2 separate regions of the Columba livia genome follow, and region 2 is linked to region 1. The links are chromatin contacts, called in public Hi-C maps. All regions are on one chromosome and are shown on one strand. Each heading gives the region's core, a stretch centred on a gene start, on an enhancer-like site or on the middle of the called end of the contact. The rest is flanking DNA. Distances are from core to core; before and after follow the strand shown. Region 1 overlaps HS6ST1 (heparan sulfate 6-O-sulfotransferase 1). Region 2 holds the start of HS6ST1 (heparan sulfate 6-O-sulfotransferase 1).

The links. Hi-C and Micro-C count contacts between places; a contact is called where the count stands out from the background.
Region 2: a contact with region 1 is called in a Hi-C map of crop, with 2.0 times the contacts expected there. The contact joins the promoter of HS6ST1 here to the enhancer-like site in region 1. A contact is called at or near these places in 2 of 2 Hi-C or Micro-C datasets (crop and liver).

What each region holds. Positions count from the first base shown.
Region 1 is chr9:23,365,483-23,368,835 of bColLiv1.pat.W.v2, forward strand. All of the region lies in intron 1 of HS6ST1 (heparan sulfate 6-O-sulfotransferase 1), which reads right to left. Among named protein-coding and RNA genes, the nearest start is that of HS6ST1, 61 kb to the right of the region's middle. Within about 2 kb of position 1,304, at least 1 of the 3 cell types and tissues checked has an H3K27ac peak away from gene starts, as active enhancers do.
Region 2 is chr9:23,425,796-23,428,941 of bColLiv1.pat.W.v2, forward strand. HS6ST1 (heparan sulfate 6-O-sulfotransferase 1) reads right to left here and starts at 1,871. Exons shown (of 3, transcript XM_065073192.1): 1 at 903-1,871. The coding sequence starts at 1,420.

The DNA.
Region 1 (3,353 bases), core at 54-2,553:
CAAATACTACTTCAAGTCTTCAAAATAAATGAGTTGTTTCTCTCAAAACAGGAAAAGCTATAAAAAAGTAAAACATACAAGAGAACTAAGAGAAAATGTGAAATGCAGAAGAAGCTACAGAAAAAGGGTACTGGCTCAAATTTTCAGTTGAATCTGTTCCAATAAACTACGTTCCTTTGGTCTGCTCTCTGCACCCGTAGTCAGCTCTGCAGGGCCGCGTTCTCACCAGCCCTGCCTGTTTCCCATTCGCACACCCAGCTCAGCCACCCTGGGAACACCATCCCACGAGCCTCTCCCCACACCTCCCAGCACAGACCAGCGTTCCGGGGCGTCAGCGAGGCCCGCAGGACCACACCGAGTGTCCCGGAGGAAAGGCTGTTCTGGGAAGCACACTAACTGACCTCTGTGGCTTTCTCAAAACAGAGGCTGGAGGGAAAGGCTGCACTCCTGCAATGATCAGATAACATGTTCTGCAGAAACCTGACAAGTGTCATTGCCAGAAATCTCATAGGCAAGAGAGCCCAGTGAACAGTCTACAGACAGAGAGCAAGCAATGCCACCAGCTAAGGGAACCTGTGTCAGCTCTACAAGATGCCCTTGGCTGCCTCCAAATTATGGAATACGCCACTCTATGGAGTCCATCAGCAGTGGAGTCCCAGGGGCCACTCAGTCCACAGGTACCAGCTGCTGGGACCAAGCTGCTGCCCCTCAGCAGCTCCAGTAGAGCTAATGGAACCACACAGCCTCCAGTAAAGGAGATTTTCCTGTGTATCTAGGCCATACACCAGCCTCAACATGCAACTCCCAGATTGCCACTGTATGAGTCTCTCTCGTAGCACAAAAATCAGTGGTGATTGCCCCAGCTGAAAAACATGACAGCTCATCCTGGGAAGTCACTCTGTGGAAACCGCTTGCTTTGGACAATCACCAGGCAGCTAAACGACCGCAGGTGGACAGACCCTGTTCTTGCAATGACTGCCAGGAGTCCTGCACTCCTCCTGCTCGCAGGGTTCGCAGAGCCCGGCCCAGATCCTGCAGATGCAGCTGCAGCTGTGGCAGGTGCAGAGCAGCAGCCGAGCGCTCATTTGGAAGGCTCAAAGCCAGGCGGAGATTAACGACCCACAATGACAGTGCAATCAGCAGCAGAGGTATCATAATCCCTGCCTCTTCTCTGCACACCATTTATAAACGCCAGGGCAAGGTATTCGATAGCATGTGGGCTCAAAGGGTCGTGAGATTCACGGTGCAGCTGGAATGACAAGCGGTGCTCCTTGAGGCTGTGATTTACACAACTGCTGCTGGTACCAGGCAAGTGAACCAAACCGGAGCGTGGTCACTTTGTGTGGCTGCACAGAGAGATGGAAAGAACCTCAGCTTGAAACACGCCATATTCAGCATTTGCATTTCTCAAGAGTCATTGTTTGTGATCTTGAGATCCGATGTCACCTTTTCCAAAAAAGGCAATCTTTCTTACCCTTTTTGCTATGATTTGTTTCAGTTCATATGAACTTGTGAGAGGAAGTTCACCAATTTGTGGTGATGTATAGAGAACATGCTGCAGGCTACTAAGAGCTTATTAATAGAGCAAAAACTGCTGCAGATTAGAGTACACAAGCATACTGCCTAATTGCAAAGCAAAATGTATATCATACTAAGTATGTGGCACTTGAAGTAAAATACATGTCCTGAAATCTTGGTTTTCTTTGCTCCACTTATCCATTTGGTAAAGTGTCATGGTAATCCACAGAAGGAACTGGGAAACAGTGGGGAAAGTCAATGAGAGGGTTTTAAAGGCAACACACTAATAACATAATCCTGCTTCTATTCTGTCAGGTAATCTAGACTCTTGGAGACTCTGAAAATGTGGTTTATGCTAAGCAAATGTTTGACATTCCCCCCCTGCCCTGCAAAATAATATAAAAAAAAAAAGAGAGAACTCCTGCAGCAGAGGACTCTGCTCTGACTTCAAGGCTGAACAGATCAGACCATGTAGAGAGAGGCTGTTTCCTCTCTCTGGACTGTGTTTTGCTTTTTTGCACAGGCAGAAATGGTTGGGGAAAAAAGACTTTGGAAAGAAGACAGGAGGAGAGCATCAAGAGTGCTTAGAGACCCTGAAGAACCCAGCACAACACAGGAGCCAAAATACTAGTGTGAAAAGACTAATACAGCATACCTGATGCCCAGCCCCCTTCCGAGCTGCCTCCTGACTAAATGTTCCCCCGTCTTGTCTCTGCAACAGGTAGCCCCTGGGCAGGATTATGAGACCCCAGGGTGGGTTTAGGCACGACTGCTCTGACACGGGACATTCTGGCTCATGGCCTCTTTGTCATGGTCCCTCACCGGACTGACACTCAGCTCCTCACAACTGTTCCACACACGGGACAGGCAGCAACAGGATGGTTCAGTGCTTTCAAAAGGGAATATCTTCTTTTTAATAAGTTAGAGTAGCTTCTGCTCTTCCTAACCACCCTGTTAAAAGGAGCTACTGATCTTTTCCCTTTCTCCCTGGCAATGACTTCTAGAGCTGTTGATATACCACAGCTACTGAAACCGGCTGCGATGGAACAGGGTGTTTCAAATGACAGAAGATGGCTGTGCTGAATCACCCCTTCCCTCCATATGCTCACAACTAGCTAACCCAGTCACCCCAAATCCTTCCTTGCAAGGCAGCTTCTGAGAGATGGGCTCCAAAGAGGCTTTCTAGAAGAGCAGACAACAATGGGTAATAAGTCGGAGCTGCCAAGAGAGTGCAGGTAATGAAATATTGTTCATTTAATGCCACGGGAACATGTGAGGACAGAACTTCAATGAGCTCTGTCACCTCGACTGTAGCTGGGGAACGTGGGACCGTGGGAGTTGGACAGCTGAGACAAATGAGCAGAATCTGCTGCTACTGCTGGGGAGAAAATGACACGACAGCGTGTGACATTGCATTTAGCTTTGCTGCAGCAAGTACAGTCCCTGCACAAGTACTGCCTTCATGTGCGTGGTTAGCGATACATTTCTCCACACGTCAGTGGGATGTGTGGGGGCCCCATCGCCAAACTTTCTGTGGAGAAGACAAAGCCCTTCTGCTTTTGCAGTTTCTCCGAGAACAACAAGACAGATGTGGTTAGTGCTACACCTTCTGCAGAAAGCTTTTTTGGCCCAAACAGTTATCTCTGAAAAGAACCATGGCAATGCTCGCAGAGCTGCCAAAAGATGCACTTGTTTCTCTGCAGACAGCGAGTCGCCAGCTCATCTGTGGCTCCCCAGCTGAACCAGTGTCGAGGCAGAGCATCCCACTTGCCCCTTGCAAGAGGACATAAGCAGGTGCACACCTGCCTCTGGAACAGAGTTCCTCTCGTCTGGAA
Region 2 (3,146 bases), core at 621-3,120, 61 kb after region 1:
AAATGAAAGACACAAAGGTATATTAAGTTAAAAGAACACAATCTTTGGAGATCTTAATATAAGCTACTGTCTTTACCAGAGTACTTCAAATAGAGAATTCCTCTGAAGCTTATAATTGATAAAGAGACCAAGGTAGAGAAATAATAGGGTAAGAGAACAGAAATCCACCGGCTGTTGAATGGGGATGCACTGAGGGGTGCTTTGGGATGGCTCTCTCTCCCTCCTGGTGCACAAATGAGTGAGACAGAAGGAACATATACAAGCTGGATCCTTCCCCAAAAGAATTCACCTCAGGTCTCCAATCGAGATAAGCAGCAAGGAAGACACAAAAAAGGTGTTTAAGGGATATTTTCTGCAACGTGCAAAAAATTATCAGGCAGACTAAGGCGGTAAAACAAAGGAATTAGCAAGAGGACTGTTGGTCTCCTCAGTTGCACTGGAGAACAATTTTAGCCGGAGGAAAAGGGGACACGCGTTAGGGCAAGGCTGGCTCCAAAGGCAAGCTTCAGACTAGGGCATGGTGCAATGGGTTCTGAAAGGTGGCAAGGGAGGTCTGACATAAAGACTATGTGTTTACAAAAGAGAGTAAGTGGCACAAATACATAAGCTTGGTCCACGCAGGCTGTCAGAGCAGCAGAACATGTGCTGAGGGTGCAGCGTACGCGGTACGTGGGAGGCAAAGAGCAGCGTGTTTGGCTGGGAAGGCAGAGGGAAGGCGCAGGGCACAGCCTGGAGGCCGGGCGGGGAGGACAGGTGAGCCGGCCGAGGAAGGGCTCGGGGCAGGTCGGGGCTCAGCCCGGCAGCAGCAGGCACGGGGACGAGGCTGCGGGGCGGGAGGGCTCGGCCGGGCGGGGGCTCGGGGCGCCGAGGGGCTCGGGGCGCCGAGGGGCTCGGGCCGGTACCTGGGCGTCTTGGCGGCGGCGCTCTCCCGGCGGTCCAGCACTCCGGGCACGCAGTTGGTGAGCTCGGTCCAGTCGGCGTGCAGCCCGCAGCTCCAGCCCGTGGAGAAGCGGGAGAAGAGCCAGGTCTCCCGGCGGTTGGGCCGGTAGCAGGTGCACTTCTTCTGCCCGGGCCGGCAGTCGCAGGGCACCTCCAGCCGCACGTTTTGCACCAGGTGGCGGCCGAAGGTGGTGCCGCCGGTCTTCTGGATGTGCAGGAAGACGATCACGTCCTCGCCCTTCATGTCGAAGGCGAGCTCCCGCTCCAGCTCCCGCACGGGGAAGTAGTACTTCTTCACGTAGTGCGGGTCCGGCGTGGGGAACAGGTCCAGCTCCTCCGAGTAGGAGCGGCCGCTGGGGGAACCCAGGCTCAGCCCCGGCCCCACGTACTGGTACAGGATAAGCATAAAGCACACCGAGACGGCCACGATCAGCAAGAACTTGCTGGTCCTCTCAACCATGGTCCTTCCCGCACGCTTCATGTGTCACCATCTCCCGGGGCTGCCGGCGCTGGGCAGACGGCGGCGGTGCCGGGGGGCGGGCGGCGGAACCCGGCGCCTGTGCCAACCGCCTCCCCCCACTGCTCCCCGGAGCGGAGCCTCCCCGGGGGCGGTGGGCCGCTCCCTGCCTTCACCTCGGCTCCCCGCTGTCCCCGCCCGCCCCGCCGCGGGCAGCGCCGGGAGCGGGGCAGGGGCAGCCCGCAGCCAGCCGCTCCGGAGGGGCCGCGGCACAGCAGCGAACTTGGGAGAGAGAGAAGCAGGAGGGGGGCGGAGAGGGACCGAAACGTAAAAACCAGCCCCCTCCCGCCCTCACCCCCCGCTTCAGGAAGCCAACCCCATCCCGCCGCCGCGCTCCGCCGTGCCCCAGCCCCAGCGGCACCGGCGCGGCAGCGCCCGCCCCCGCCGCCGGCTGCACCCGGGCTGGGCTGGGCCGGCAGCGAGCGCTTCCTGCCCGCGCCGCCCCGCGCCCGGCATGCACAGCGCCGCCCGCGCCGCCCCGAGCCCGCCGGCTGCGGGCACACGCGGGGCCGCCGCTCCGCTCGGAGCCTCCGCCTGCAGCCTCGCCCGGTCCCGCTGCCCGGCCCGCAGCTGCGGCCGCCGCCGGGAAGGCGCCGCTGGCCGGCGCTCCGCGGTTAAACCACTCGCACTGGAGAGCCGGGTGGGCTGCGGGGCGGCGGCGGCTCTCTGGAGCACGCGGCTCGCATCGCTGTCAGGGGCAGCCGCTGTATGCAACCTCAGTAACAACCTCAAACAGCGAGCCTCGGCACTCCCGGGGGCGAGATTTCTACTCCCTTTTTGCAACACCAGTTAGTAGGAACAGGAAGATTTGCATGGAAATAGGAGTAGGTCTTCCCACATGTGTCTGCTCCCGCTGCTGCCGCCACATGGGACACCACAAGCCTTCACTTGCAATGTTCCAAGTGGATGCTCTGGCCCCACTGAGGATGATGATGATGTCTGTGTGCAGGAAGATGCCTCCGCACGCCATCATCCACATAATTTGGAGATAATAATAACAACAGGTGAAGTTGAGGCAAATTTAGTTCGGTGCTATTTACAGAAAACTTTCCCAGCGAAATGCTTCCTGCGGACCTGCCAGGCAGCCTTCCATCCCCCAGAAATCATTTGCAATACAGTCTCATGAGTGAAACAAACCACTGGAAGACCCAGGAGCTGCAGGGCAGGTCGCTGGCTTGCAGCTGCATTCTCTGTGGGCAGCAGGGAGAGGTGCTGTTGGGAGGAACGGTGCAATAAGGACCTGCAGAGGCCAGCTGGTGTGCTACAGCCAGGGACGTTAACCAGCTTACCCAAGCAGAGTCCTCTCCAGAAGGTGCAGAAGGGTCCACAGCTGGTCTGTCAGCCCAGCGCTGAAGGGCAGGTGGGGTTCACTTCCACAAAGTGTCCTGGCAACCCCGGAAGATGACCGTCTACTGCCTCTGCCAGCTGCCTGTGAATGGAGAATGAAAGGCAGCCCCGTGTCAAAGAGCACAGTGATGCTCAGTGTAGGGGCAGTCATGCTGGCACTTCACCTAGACACGAGGTATTGTCTATGCAGAGTTAATAATATGAACAATTGCTGATTTATAGCCAAAAAAATTCTAACTGAAATACCATACATTCTGTATTTACTGCTATTAGTGACAGTTTTCTTAAGTTTACGGTGCTCTTGAAAACAGAAGTTACTAGTTTTTAGCACTCTGGCACTAAA